5 separate regions of the Mus musculus genome follow, and all the other regions are linked to region 3. The links are chromatin contacts, called in public HiChIP or PLAC-seq and promoter capture Hi-C maps. All regions are on one chromosome and are shown on one strand. Each heading gives the region's core, a stretch centred on a gene start, on an enhancer-like site or on the middle of the called end of the contact. The rest is flanking DNA. Distances are from core to core; before and after follow the strand shown.

Region 1 (2,700 bases), core at 10-2,509, 300 kb after region 3:
AGGTCCAAAACAATTTAACTCAGCCTGTGTGTGTGTGTGTAGGTCCAAGGACAACATGAATCATAAATCAGAAACCGCCTTCATTTTTCCATACAGGCCCTGGAGATTACACTCAGGTTATGAGGTTACGTGGCTTTGTAGAACTTCACTGAACCACTTCATCTGCACCAGATACTTGATATTTTTGCCTGGATTGCTAAGAGAGGGTAATCCTGGGCTGCCAGAGAAAATACTTTAAGTGGGTTCATAAAATGTCCTTTGGTTTTCCCTCTCCCAGGTAAGACCCCAAAGGAGGGAGGCATAATGCTGAGGGAAAGCACCAAACTGGGGTTTGAGAGCCCTGAGTTCCAATGACGGCACTGCCGTCTATAATGTCTTCCACTTTATGTTGCATGAGTCCTGGCCTTCAATCACTAATCACTCTCTGACACCTGTCATGTACAGGAACTACATCAGATGCTGGCAATACACTTACCTAGCGATGAATCAATATGCCTTCTCTGCTAGAACTAACAGTCTAGTAGTGAAGTAAGACTACCCCTTTCGATTCTGATATTTGGATGTGGCAGAGTACACTACGGTAGAAAGGTATAAGCATAGCTCCAAACTCAGAATACCTGAGTTCAAATGCCACTACCAAATGACTCGCGTTGGGCAAGTTTAACTTAGTCTCTCTCTTCTCATTTTCCTGTCAAGGAGGATTAACAGTGGTACGTGCAATGCTTTAGAAACGATGGGACGCTGTGTGCATCGAATGGCTGCCATTTGGTCCCTGTGTCAAGACTCACCGCTTGCTCATTCCGCATCCCAATGTACTTGATGCCCAGTTCCTGGGCAGCAAGGGCGATTTCGGTCACGGGGATGCCTACGACACCGAACATGTACTCCACATCCTGAGGGTAGGAGGGAAAAGGGGCAACAAACAACTATCATCAGGTGACCCAGCCTTCTTGCCCTCCCGGGGGGTCCAAAGGAAAGACCTACAGGACCCCCGCCCCCGCCTCCTTGCCCTCCGTCTCTAGGACAACGCGAGGTCCCCGTCTGCTTCTGTAGAGCCTTTCACACCCGAGGGATCCATCGTACTTGAGTTTTTAGAGCCTGGGCGATGACTTTAGCACCAGACACCTGCTCCTCGCTTCTGTCGCTACCCTCTGCGGAGTTACTTTCTGGCATCTTCCACCTAAAGTTACTTCAAGGCACTCTCGCAGCTCACAGCTTCACTAGCCTAAGAGTTGTTGTTGGTGACACCCGCTTCTGACAGACAGGAGGGCAGCCCAACGGATTTAAGCAAAGGGGAGAAGGGGCGGGACAAGAAGTCAGTCCTTGGTGAGGCGATCATGTAAGCACGCCCATTCTCCAGTCAGTCTTTTCCGGACTCCGCCATCAGCAGGAGGCGGGACGAGCCGGAGGCCGCGTCCTATGCGAAGCAGGTAAGAAACCCAATCTCTGAGGATGCTCGCCTTGGTTTTGTCCTCCACTAGGGTAGCGATACAGCTCAGTCCGGTATGGAGGGGATGGCACATCTGGAGGGTGACTGCAGAGACCAGGCGAGGAGGGGGCGTGGCCCCACCGCGCCTCCCCGCCCTCGCCGGGGCTTCCCGCTGATTGGAGGCAAGCTACGCAAAGGCTGCTGGGACGCGGGTAACTTGGAGAGTGTAAAGTTGGAAAAAAAACAGGCTTTTGGGTACAGTGTCGTGCTCCTGTGCCCTCTGATTTTATAACTCTGTGGTTTTGCACCCCACATCATGTGCACGTTCCAGAAGTCTGTGAGCAGAGGTGTATTCTTAATCAGAGATGACACCAAAATTGCTCAAGAGATAAACTTATTAACACCGTAGCTGCTCCTGCCCTCTGCCTGGTTTATATTTACTTATTTTGTTCCAGTTGGGTATCACTAAGGTCTGTTAGAGCCATTGCTTAATAATTAATGTATGATTGCTTAACTTTTACCAAAGTAATAGTGTTGGTTTTCTACTTACTGGTTCATGGATTAGCCTGCTTGACCCCTGGCATCGCGTGCTTTGTAGACATTAGTGGATTCTTGGCCCCTTAACACCGATTGCTTTCTCAGAATTACTGGCAGAACACTTTATGAAGGGCAAACTGGACCCTGATGGGAACAAATCACTGTGATTCAGATCGAATGGGCTTTTGTTTGTTTGTTTGTTGGTTGGTTGGTTGGTTGGTTTATATTTATTAAGGATCAGTCTTCAACTGGCCATTTTTGCCATTTGGCAAAGAGAAAACTCATTGAGCTGGTTATTGCCTTCGCCTAGCAGTTCAAGGTACAGCGGGCCTTGCTTCCCTTGCCTGTAGAGATTAAGCAGAAGTGACGTGACTGTCTTCCAAGTGCAAAGTCACTGCTGTTCCATCCAACTTCAGTGTAAGGATCCCAGGCGCTGTAATTTATACAGAGCACTCTGTGTGGACTTGGAATATGTTAATCATACTCCCTGTTATTTTTGTTGGCAGTATGCTTAAAATGTTATTTGTTATTTTGGTGAGATTTGGCATCGTAGCGCCAGATGTGGTGGCTCACATCTGTAATCCCAGCACTTGGAGGCAGGAGCATGTCGACTTCTGCGAGTCTGAGACCAGCCTGGGCTACCTAGTGAGTTTCAGGATAGCCAGGGCTATGTAGAGAGACCATGTCTTTTAATTACTCAAAGAAAGAATAAGTCATAAAAGCAATACTAGTGA
Region 2 (2,700 bases), core at 142-2,641, 430 kb after region 3:
GTTTTTCTTACTGTCTATAGAAAGCAAGCTATAACTTGCCATTTACCCACATGGTAAATAAGAGGTTATATCCCTAGATTACCTGAAGTACTTATACTTAGTGTGGACCAATAGTAGAATAGTGAAATCAAATGCCAGACCTTTGAAAATGCCTTCCCTTTAAAAGGCATCTGTCAAGCTGGGTGAGTGCATGCACATCAGCAGCATGGGGGAGGGGGAGGGGGAGGCCGAGGCTGAGGCTAAGGCTGAGGCCGAGGATCAACTCCACTCTGGGCTACATAGTGGAGTTCTGGATCAGCCTAAACTAAACTAAGCAAGATCTTGCCTTAAAAAACAAAATGAAATGAAAACAAAACAAAAACTACGTTATAGCTGGAGTATCTTCCTACTTCCTATAGGCTGAAAGGCAGATTTGAAACTGAGCTAACTTTGAACATGTAGATGTAGGCCACTATCAGAGCAGATTGTGACTATGATTGTGAATGATCTCAAGAACTAAGCCACCATCTTGGAACACCCACTTTTATAGACTATTCAGGATATTACTCCAGTCTTCCTGATTTTTTTCGGGGGAGGGATGCTGTACATGTGGATACATGGCTGTGTATGTGTGCATGTGGAGGTCAGATGTCAACCTCAGGACCATTCATCAAGAACTGTCTGCTTTGTTCTGACAGGATCAGTTCCTGGGACCCAGGGCTTGCTGACCATTAGGGTAGGCTAGTTGTCTAGTCATCCCCAGGTAACTTTCTGCCTTCCTAGTGCTGGTATTCACGCACTACCACATCCAGCTCTTAGGTGGGGGTCAGACATCGAACTTTGTTCCTCATGATTGTCTAACAAGCACTTTACCCACTGAGCTATCTCCTCAGCTCAAGATTGTAAAATTTTCTAGTTTGGGACTCTCTAACTCACTCTAAGGACAGCTGAGAGTGTGGATTAGAGTGGGGAGGCTTAGCAATACTATGTAAAAATACTGTACAGGAAATTAGTTTAGTGCTATTAATGTTAAATAAGTTAGTGAGCTAAGAGTTTTTCCTCTCTATGACCAGAGTTAGAATCTACTGCATCACGCCTTTTATTCTAATTTTCACCCCAGGAAATAGAATATAGAGAGAAATCATACACCAAACAGTGCTAAAAAGCTTACAGAGATTGTCTGGCAAGCACTGAAATATAAAAATTTACTGAAAGCTGAAGACTAATTTAGAAGTGTGTTTTAAAAAGAACTCGTTGCCTAGGCTTTTTGGTGCTACCCATTAAACAAACAAATGTTGCTAATGTTAAAATGTGATTAGACCTAGTCAAATAGACAAACATCTCTAATGTAACGCATAAGCATTACAGCAAGCACGATGACACAGAAAGTGAGTCATCTGTGTCTGAGAGATGCCTGGAATTCTGTGACTCAATGCTCACAATACTATGAAGCTATTTTATGACTCATACAAACATAGCATTCTTCTATGCAAATCAAAATAAAAGGGAATTAATTAATAATGAAAGAAAAAATACAGATCTTATTTCACTCTACTAGAGTTCAACACTGAAAATTAGGCATTAAAATAGCTAAAAGTCCCTTTAGTAAAATATGGCTTTAAAACTTATGTTTTAAAAAAATGAATTCTAACTTGTTTATTCAATCATTGCAGGAAGCAAATGCTGAAAACAATTAGATGTCCCCTAAATGGTTACTTAAATAATAGAACACAAGAAGCTCTTCATCAACCTTTATTTAACTCACATGATTAACTAATATTCTTGGCTCCTGGGTAGCATGAATAACTAGTTTTTACACAAGGTACTTTGACTCACAGTCTTCCACTACTAAATCCACACACTCTTGATCATACAATGGGGTCTATGTTTGCCAAGGGTAAAATGTGTTAGTAATTTGTGTATTTGTAGCTTATTTAAATAGCATTTAAATAACTAAATCAGGAATGAAGAACCAAGTGTTTCGATGATGAACAGGCTAAATATTATTTTTAAAATTCAATAAAGGCAAGTGCTACAAAATGGGAAAAGGGTGAGAAACTGCAACACTAAAGCTGCCTGCTTTTATAAAGAGCCAGAGTTTTACTCTAAGCTAGTTTTGTCCTAGAGAATCTCCCTATGAATACAGGCTAGCCTAGAGCTCTTATGTAATCCATGTAGGCTTAAAACTCAAGATTATCCTACCTCTGCTTTCATGGTGAGGAGACTATAGACACGTGCCACCAGGCCTGGCTTAACATGGTCAGTTAAGGGCTTACTTTCTCCTATCACTTAAAGAAACGCAAAATGGAAGGTATGGATAATAAATTGTGGGTATAGTTCAAGAAAAATATTCCTATTACTAAGTTATGCATTATTAATGAAAAACCTTGAGCTTAATTTTTAAAAAAAGGCCTAGTGAATATATTGGTACATTGAAATGCTTAATAAACATCAGACTTTTAACATATCTGAAATTTCCAGTTGGACATCTACACAATGAAATACTGTACTTATAATTTAAATTAAGAAGCAGGGACCATAATAAAATAAAACCACTTGTCAACAAACCTGATGACCTGAGTTCAATCCCTGGAACCCAGAAGGTAGAAGAAGAGAACTGACTCTAACAAGTTGTTCCCTGTCTTACACATATGAGCTATGACATGCGCACTGTGCACGTGCGCACACACAATACCCGGAGGGAGGGAGGGAGGGAGGGAG
Region 3 (2,700 bases), core at 24-2,523:
AAGGGGACGACAGACATTCATAGCTGGCACAAGCAAGGTGGAGGGTCGAGACACACATGATGCTCAGGGATGCTGACCACAGCCTCTTTAGCTGTACACTGACCAGTTTCAGTAGTAACATCCACCCCATTGTGACCTTGATAATGAATATCCTGAACCACCAGCATGAGCATCACTAAGGAGTCTTTCTTGAGCTTGAAGACAGCTGATACCACTCTAGACTGGATCACAATCAATTCAACTCCTTTTCTCTCTCTCCCTGAGACAGGTTTTCTCTGTGTGGCCACACTACTATCCTGTAATGAGCTCTGAAGACCAGGCTGGCCAAGCACTCAGAGATTTGCTTCTTCTGCCTCTGGAGTGGTGGGATTAAAAGCGAGCACCACAGCCAGGCTCACAATCAACTCTTAGCAATATCTCCAGCTGATTTGTGTTCATGTTTGCACGGAGAGTGCTCCACTACAACAGACATATGCCTCCTGGGGTCGTTCAGGGTTTTTGCTGTGTAGATCATGCTGGCCCAGTCCTCTTACCACAGCCTCCAGACTGCTGGCTTACAGGAATGTGTCACCATATGCTGCGTTAATGTTTCTTATGTGTGGGATCATACAGTGTATAATTTTGTCAAGACTTGCTACTTTGACACAGCATGGATTTTGAATCTCATCCAAGTTCTGGCACTTGCCATTAGTTAATTTTCATCACTGCTGAATTCAAACTTTTAAGGGGATAAAAGAAAGCAACCACACTACCATTTACTATGTAATTACAACCTTCAACTTGCCCTAAGATACAAGTCAAAAATACATCATCTGGTTTGTAGACAATTCAAACAATACACTTCGGTGTGCCTTGGGGAGCCGTAGAAGGTCATACTTTAGTTTGTCAAATGAACATTACCAGAGCATCTCAAAAGCACCTCCTAGCCTCATTTCATATCTTTATTTCTAATTAAACCAGTTGGCAATACGAGGTGCTACTGATTGTTTCTTTCCGCCTACCCTTCTCACTTAGCGGACCAAGGGCTCCATAACGCGCATGCTCCTTTCAAGCCATCCCCTGATTCTCTCCAACAACCTCCTGGGCACTGGCACCTTCTTTCTAGCAGGCGGAAGCGGAGCCCTCAGCTTCGCCCTGGCACCTGCTTCCTCTTGTCCAATCCCACTGGACATTGTTCTGGCCCCGCCCACCTACGATCGCCTTGAGCCCCGCCTGCTTCGGCGGGAGCGCTCCCCCTCCCGGCCGGGGTCGACTGCGCCTGCGCAATGCGGCTGATGGGCGGAGCAAGGACGCGAGGGGTGGGGGCGGCCGCGAGGGCTCCGAGCCCGGGCTGCTCGGAGCTCGCAGTCCTCCGGGCGGGTCTGAGGTAGTGGGGCTCCGTCATCTCTTCCGCCGCCCTCGAAAGTAAACTTTGCCACTCCACCCGCGGGGTCCCCAGTTCTCGCCGCAGTGCCTCCGGGCGTCGGGGTTCCGCGTCAGGGCCTGTCTGCCTCCCCCGGCGTGGGGCCTTGGGCGCCATGGACGCGTCGGCGCTGGAGCGGGACGCCGTGCAGTTCGCGCGGCTGGCAGTGCAGCGCGACCACGAAGGCCGCTACTCTGAGGCGGTGTTTTACTACAAGGTGAGGACAAGCACTCGGCTCCGGCCGCGTCACCCGATCGAGTGTTGGCGGAACCCAAGGCGGAGGGGCGGGGTCCTGCTGGGGCTGTCCGGCTTGTCAGGCCGCAGATGCCCGCCGCTTTGCTGCTTGTGGCGGCCGAGGTGGGATGGGGAGTGAACACCCTGTTCGCTGTCTGTTGGCCTTGATGCAACCCTTGATGTGAGGCCAACCTTGGGTAATCCGTCAGAATATGCTAATAGTGCACGTTCCAGGTAGAAAGAAAAAGTAAATTAGGAAAAAAATTCATCGTACTCTAGCATTCGATGTATGTCTCCATGATTGTTTTTCTGAGTGTATGTGTGTATACACGCCTTCTTACCCCCAAACTTGAATCATATCGTTTGTACTATTTTGACATCTCACTTCTGCATTGTACCTAGATAACCTTTGGTTGCTTGCATGTGCTACGTTTACAGCATGTTCTGTATTTGGTTGTGGCTTTCCAGCATTGAAGTAGTGCAGTTAAAATCCTTAGAGCTTTTTTTTAAAAAAAATGTGATACTTGTTTTGGATGATGGGGAGCACAGTTGCTTGTCAAAGGGTATGCACTTCCGCAGTTCATCCTGTGTTCTCCAGTCCTGAAGGTTTGCAAACACACCCCTCCAGTTGTATCGTCATGATATGGGCATCTTTTCCTTGATTATACGGAAGTAGTAAAAATTTCCCCCTTATGCTTACGTGTTATCAGTAAAGCGTGGTTTGCTTTCTGCTAATATTTTACTATTTTTATTTTAAAACCTACCTTATATTTAGACACTTTTGTTTTAGGATCATTCGTTTTAAGTTTCTTAATTTTGATTTTACAATCCTACCTCCCTACCACACCCGAGTGTGTGTGTATGTGTGTGTGTGTATCTGTCTGTGTTGTGTCTGTGTCGGTGTCTCCCTGCCCTGTCGCCCTCGTTCTCGGGGTTCTTGCTATATAGTGGAAGCTATTTTTAAATTTGTCTTCCCCTTACCTTAGCCTTCCCATTGCTGAGATTTACAGGAATGTGCCACCATGCCTGACTACCAGGTGATAGTTCTTTAAAAGAAAATTCTG
Region 4 (2,700 bases), core at 43-2,542, 450 kb after region 3:
GGAGAACAAGGCGCCCTGAACCAACCAGGCACATACGAGCTCACAGAGACTGAACTGAAGCAGCAAGCACAGGGCCTGCAAGGGTCTGCACCAGGTCCTCTGTGCGTAAATTGTAGCTATTGGCTTAGTATTTTCATGGGACTCCTGCTTATGAGAACTCTGACTCTCGTGCCCACCCTTGGGGCTCTTCTTCCTGATGGGTTGCTGTGTCCAACTCTGATATGGTTGGTTTTTGCTTCATCATGTTTTATTTTATTTTGTCATGTTTAGTTGTTATCTCTTAGAAGACTTTTCTTTTCTAATGAGAAACAGAAACCAAGTGGATCCAGGGGATAGAGGAGGGAATCAGCCTGGAGTAGAGCTACACCTTGTCCAAAACCAAAGCAATAACCTACAAACACAACAAATGCTAGGAATGTTAGGACACGGCACCCTTATATACTGCGTATGTATGGTAATGTAAATTAATCCAGCCACTATGGAAATCAACAGAGAGGTTCCTCAGGAAATTAAAAATAGAACTGTATGACCCGTCTACATCACTCAGCAGTATATACCCAAAGAAGTCAAAGTCAGCATATAACAGAGACACTACATATCTATCACTATCACAGTCCAGTGATAGCAGCAGCCAAGCTACAGAATGAGCTCAGGGGCCCCGTTCAACAGGTGAAAGGGGTATTAACTGATGAATTATGATCACGAGGGTGCAGAAAGGAGGATGGTTTTCATAGGGTAGGTTAACAGGAAACATTTGAAAATGAAATTGTCATTGCATGTGACCAAAAAAATTAAAGAGTAATTTTCCTATTTCCTATTTGTAAATATATTGTTTTCATATACTTGACGTTTTTCTTGTGACATTTATACAATGCTTTGTTTCAATCTGTTTTCTCCTGCTTTAAAAAAAGAAAAAAACAAAAAACAAAAACAAAACTCTAGAACCCTCCATTATCGGTGTGTTGTGAATCATTTAAATTGGTGGGAAAATTAACCCTGGAAGAAAATGACAAGGCTTGACTTTTCTATGTAATATGTGGCTTGCTACTTGTTGCCTACTTAGCTAACCACCACTGACCCTTCCTTCTTACAGACTACCTTTAGTTTTGTTTGGATGCCATTTCTATATTCCACATGACTTGGAGAAATCTTGAATAGTGTAAGGTGATCATGGTAATTCTATTCTACCTAGTAAGTGACTCATTTGGGAAATGACATGCTCTGAGCCAGCTTGCTCTGTCACATGCAAAGGAAAGTCATCTGTAGTGTTTCTAGGAAAGTCTCTCTTTTTTTAACCTAAAAAGGGAGAGATAGAGGGAAATGTCCCCTCCTACTGGACAACAGCATATTTGATAATGATGTTGTGAAATGTGCTGAGTATCTTATGGCTGGAGTTATCCTAGAGTCCATACTAAGTCTGACTGAGAGAAAAGCAGAAAGGAGAAAGTGAGCCACTTCCTATGGTCACAGCAGTAACTAAAGCACTCAACCTTTTACAGCATAGTATTTCAATTACTGCTACTGTGATAAGACCCTTTACTATTTAATCCAGCTTCTACTTTAAATATAAAGTATTTTCAGTTTAAAATAGCCCTAATATTAAAGAACAAATAATATCCTATTATAAATAAAAGGGCCATTAAAATATAACAATTAACCTTATATTGTCTTAAAAGCGTTTAGGTATGCCTGTGATGCTGGATATTAGGAATATGTCAAGAAAACAATAAAAATTCCAGAATGATTGTTGGCTAAGAATGAACTTGTCATAGACTCTAATAAGATATCTTCTTTGTTTTTAAGAAGTTTGAAACAAGCTATAATTAATGGAATTAACAGTTATAAGCATGGCTTTTTATAAGGTTATTAAAGCCATAAAAATGTATTAAAAAGACTTCACATCACAAACACACCAGAAAAATACTTTCGTTCTTTTAACCATAAATTTGTTATGTAGAACTACAGCATTATTTGATAAAAGGAACTAAAGAATAAGAAAAATGTCCTAAACTATCTGAGTCATTACTTGAATTTTAAAATAGTGTTCAGTATGTCTCCACCCTGTTACAGCTCAAAAAGACATGAATCATTTTCTTTAGTATTTTCCAAATGATACTTTAGGACGGAAGTGATATATACAGTTTCAATTTGTGTGTGGAATAACTAGCATACACATAAGCTACGACCTTTCTGTACTAAAGGAAATTCTTTGGGTATTTTGTGTAATTATTGCTTTAAAAAGCAAACACCGGGTAACCATAGCAACTTGTTTTTGAATTGCAAACTGTTCTTCTCAACTTTTGCAGTACAGTAACGTGATACTACATTTACCCAGGTATTTTCAAATCACAGAAAACAGCATGAATTGTAAATAATCCTTCTTTAGCCTTTTTAAAGAATTTAATGTTTATGTGTGAGACTTGCATGTATGTGTATACCATGTGAGTGCCTGTTGCTCATGGAAGCCAGAAAAAGGACATGGGGTCCCCTGGAAATGGAGTCACGGGCAGCTGTGAGCTGTCATGTGGATGATTGGCACTTAACCCAGCTCTGCTGTAAGCGTGCTAAGTCTCTGACTCAATGAGCCATCTCTTCAGTGTTTAGTTGTTTTTAGCAGGCAGAATTTAGCCTGTTTAGAATAACCTCAACTCAGCTGGGTATTATGGTACATGTCTATTATCCCACTCAAGAGGCAGAAGC
Region 5 (2,700 bases), core at 88-2,587, 330 kb before region 3:
AATGAGACAAAATATGTCAGGGAGTGAGAACAAGCCTTAAGTGTTTACACATACAAGTTTTAAGAACTAAAAGAAATATGAAGGCTGCGTGAGCAAAGCGAAGCCCCTGGCATATTCATTTTACTGCCTAGAGGAGATGCAAAAGACAATTAGAAAGCTCTACACCTTTATGTAGCGCAGGCCATCGGACACAACTTAACATTCTACTTTTCAAATAATAGAGAACAGAAACATTAATGGGAAAGACGAACAAAGAGGTGATTCTGGTTCTCACTGGTAGGTCCAACCAAGTCTCCTGAGTCAGAAAACTTACGCTACTGCTAATACGCAAATACCACAAATAGCTTACCAAACAGGAGAAAGCAAATCCGGCCATAACTATGTAGACAGTCCACCCAAACTGTTCAGCCACGTACCCGTAGATAAACCCAACTATCTGAAAAGAAACAAAGTATATAAAATGCACTCAAACCAAGAGAGGCGGGGTTAAGAATTAAAAGTAATGCAATACTTACTGCAGAAAAAAGAATGATCCCCTGAAACATCTGTTCAGCTAGTTTCTGCCCCTTGTAATCCTAGGGACGAAAAAGAAGAGGACGAGTTGGTCCTACTGCCAAAGGACTGCAATTCTCGTAGGGAACTCAGCGTTGGCATAAGGCAGCATTCAACACCAGGAGGGCCCGAGAGTAAGGAAGCAAACATGTAATTTCCCAGGGAAACTTGGGCATCTTAACAGACCACGGGAAAGGGGATCTATTCTGGGGAAGAGAAGGGAAAGTGAAGCCAATCTTAGGAGTGGCTCCGGTGAGGGTGAGGGGCTTAGAAGTCGCTAGGCTCCAAAGAGAAGTGCGGGGGATCGGGGACGCGCGCCCTCACCATCTGGGTGGGCAGCGAACTCAGGTGTTCCAGCATGGTTGCTGAAGACCGATACCGACAACGAAACGGACGTAGCCGATTATTAAGGAGTAAAGTTTGCGGGGGTCGATATCGAGAGCAAGGCCGACCAGCCGAGCGTTTCACTTCGGCCGTGGCCCCGGAAGCGGATGTCTCCGAGGGGCACGGACAACCCCTGGCCCCGCCCCGCGCCATCGACAAGGGAGGTACGTCTCTTAGCTTTCCTAGAACCCTGTACACTGCTCACGAGGGCTGGGGCAGCGACCTGGCCGGAGCATCGTGCACCGGTCAGCGCTCCTGGCCGCCCGGAGCTGTAATTGCGGCAGGAATCACTTGCGGGCTGCGCCTCCCCAGTTTAACGGCCGCCGGCGCGCTCCACGTCTCCATAGCGACGGCCTTTACTCGGGGAGGACCCGGGCGACGGGGCTGCCCCGTGGCGCCTGCTGCGCCTGGCTTTCTGGCAGAGGGAGGCACAGTCAAACTAGGGGTTGTGGCCCTACGTGGCTGCTGCAGAGCTCGCCGGCCAGTGGGCCACGGCCAGAGAGCAGCGGACGCGGACGGCCCGGCGGTGGGCCGGGGCCTGGGGCCTGCGGAGCGAGCGCTGAGCTGGCGGGGCGGGCTGGGGCGTGGGCGGCGGCCACTCCTCCCAGCGCAGGTAAGGGCGACTGCGCCCAGCCTCGGAAGGCGACGATTCGTCTGACGCGGCTCTAACCTGACCTGTCAGTGCGTGGCGGGATCCCCGGAGCGCCTCACCACGTCCCCATCACTCCTAAGCGTAAGGAGGCTACTAATGATCTCTAGAGTTAGGGAAGATAACGAAGCCACATTCTCCAGGGAAAGGAGACTGCCTCGGAGAAGAGCTGCGAGGCCCAAGTCGCCCCACATCTCGTGGATTGAGCTTCCGTGCCCCTATGTAGAGGGTCCCAAATTCGGCCTAACTTTTTGGTTGCCGGTTTCCATGGCTCATTCCCAGGCCAGTCCCTCTTGGTAAAGACCAGCCAAGGGCCGGGCGTGGTGGCGCACGCCTTTAATCCCAGCACTCGGGAGGCAGAGGCAGGTGGATTTCTGAGTTCGAGGCCAGCCTGGTCTACAAAGTGAGCTCCAGGACAGCCAGGGCTATACAGAGAAAACCCGTCTCGAAAAACCAAAAAAAAAAAAAAAAAAAGACCAGCCAAGGGGTTCCCTTAACCCTGTCTTTCAAGGGTTGTGTATTTCAAAGCGTGAGCCCTTCCCTCATGACTGAGCTAGATGGGGTGCCGAATTCAGACAGACCATTCTGGGGATCCCATCCTCTGGGGCCCGCTGCCTCTGTGGACTCTGCTGTGCATGCAGTCAGGCACAGATGGCGAGATGCTAGACACTCTAGACTGGGAGGTGAGTAGCCGATGCCAGCATCTACACATCCATGGAGCTACCAACCCATTAGTTAGTTAGTTAATTTTGATTAGCACAGTTGTGACTTAGAACTTGGAAACTTGGAGTGTGTCAAGGAAGATGTCCACATCACTCCAGTAATGTGACTATTGAATTAGCTGCGGGGGGAAAGCACCTATGTGATAGAGCTCTGGAAAGTGTAACCTGGGCTTTGGGGACGTTTCCTGATCGTGAAAGACAAGTGGGGCATAGCCAGTTAAGTGTGTGAAAATGTCCAAGTGTTCTTGTGCTTTGACACCATTCAGAAAAGTACAGACCCCCTTGACACTTCGGACCTTAGAGCCAGTACAATGAAAGACTACAACAATCTTCAAGGGTCTTTTTTCTTTTCTCCTTCCCTACACTTTCCTTAGTACATATGAATAGGCTCTC

The links. Promoter capture Hi-C pulls out the DNA fragments that hold promoters and counts their contacts. HiChIP or PLAC-seq counts read pairs in DNA pulled down with a chosen protein or histone mark. Capture Hi-C pulls out chosen DNA fragments and counts their contacts.
Region 1: a promoter capture Hi-C map of liver shows a contact between it and region 3. The contact joins the promoter of Hacl1 here to the promoter of Capn7 in region 3. A contact is called at or near these places in 9 of 39 promoter capture datasets (the 3T3-L1 cell line, cranial neural crest, frontonasal cranial neural crest and 5 more), 7 of 484 Hi-C or Micro-C datasets (B cells, CD4 T cells, cerebral cortex and 4 more), 6 of 115 datasets of contacts at active chromatin or transcription factors (the SCID.adh cell line, bone marrow-derived macrophages, embryonic stem cells and 2 more) and 4 of 9 other capture datasets (adipose tissue, liver, macrophages and 1 more).
Region 2: a contact with region 3 is called in an H3K4me3 HiChIP or PLAC-seq map of bone marrow-derived macrophages, with 4 times the contacts expected there. The contact joins the enhancer-like site here to the promoter of Capn7 in region 3. A contact is called at or near these places in 4 of 39 promoter capture datasets (the C10 cell line, cranial neural crest, hippocampal neurons and 1 more), 1 of 115 datasets of contacts at active chromatin or transcription factors (bone marrow-derived macrophages) and 1 of 9 other capture datasets (adipose tissue).
Region 4: a promoter capture Hi-C map of pre-B cells shows a contact between it and region 3, with 2.9 times the contacts expected there. The contact joins the enhancer-like site here to the promoter of Capn7 in region 3. A contact is called at or near these places in 3 of 39 promoter capture datasets (the C10 cell line, hippocampal neurons and pre-B cells), 2 of 115 datasets of contacts at active chromatin or transcription factors (bone marrow-derived macrophages and memory CD8 T cells) and 2 of 9 other capture datasets (adipose tissue and liver).
Region 5: a promoter capture Hi-C map of adipose tissue shows a contact between it and region 3. The contact joins the promoter of Spcs1 here to the promoter of Capn7 in region 3. A contact is called at or near these places in 21 of 39 promoter capture datasets (the 3T3-L1 cell line, 3T3-L1-derived adipocytes, the C10 cell line and 16 more), 6 of 484 Hi-C or Micro-C datasets (LSK cells, embryonic fibroblasts, embryonic stem cells and 3 more), 7 of 115 datasets of contacts at active chromatin or transcription factors (the 230-238 cell line, the SCID.adh cell line, a beta-TC-6 cell line and 4 more) and 3 of 9 other capture datasets (adipose tissue, liver and pancreatic islet).

Annotation. Positions count from the first base shown.
Region 1 is chr14:31,639,706-31,642,405 of GRCm38.p6, forward strand. It overlaps Hacl1 (2-hydroxyacyl-CoA lyase 1), which reads right to left and starts at 1,260. Exons shown (of 17, transcript NM_019975.3): 1 at 1,084-1,260; 2 at 789-893. The coding sequence starts at 1,173. It overlaps Btd (biotinidase), which reads left to right and starts at 1,352. Exons shown (of 4, transcript NM_025295.4): 1 at 1,352-1,430. The coding sequence starts at 1,420.
Region 2 is chr14:31,767,355-31,770,054 of GRCm38.p6, forward strand. All of the region lies in intron 2 of Ankrd28 (ankyrin repeat domain 28), which reads right to left. Among named protein-coding and RNA genes, the nearest start is that of Ankrd28, 62 kb to the right of the region's middle. Within about 2 kb of position 1,392, at least 68 of the 459 cell types and tissues checked have an H3K27ac peak or open chromatin away from gene starts, as enhancers often do. A contact at or near this core is called in adipose tissue and bone marrow-derived macrophages, where this site is marked.
Region 3 is chr14:31,335,365-31,338,064 of GRCm38.p6, forward strand. It overlaps Capn7 (calpain 7), which reads left to right and starts at 1,274. Exons shown (of 21, transcript NM_009796.3): 1 at 1,274-1,619. The coding sequence starts at 1,518.
Region 4 is chr14:31,784,574-31,787,273 of GRCm38.p6, forward strand. All of the region lies in intron 1 of Ankrd28 (ankyrin repeat domain 28), which reads right to left. Among named protein-coding and RNA genes, the nearest start is that of Ankrd28, 44 kb to the right of the region's middle. Within about 2 kb of position 1,293, at least 45 of the 459 cell types and tissues checked have an H3K27ac peak or open chromatin away from gene starts, as enhancers often do. A contact at or near this core is called in bone marrow-derived macrophages and pre-B cells, where this site is marked.
Region 5 is chr14:31,000,329-31,003,028 of GRCm38.p6, forward strand. Spcs1 (signal peptidase complex subunit 1 homolog (S. cerevisiae)) reads right to left here and starts at 1,338. Exons shown (of 4, transcript NM_026911.3): 1 at 877-1,338; 2 at 516-575; 3 at 350-436. The coding sequence starts at 1,089. Glt8d1 (glycosyltransferase 8 domain containing 1) reads left to right here and starts at 1,105. Exons shown (of 10, transcript NM_029626.2): 1 at 1,105-1,669.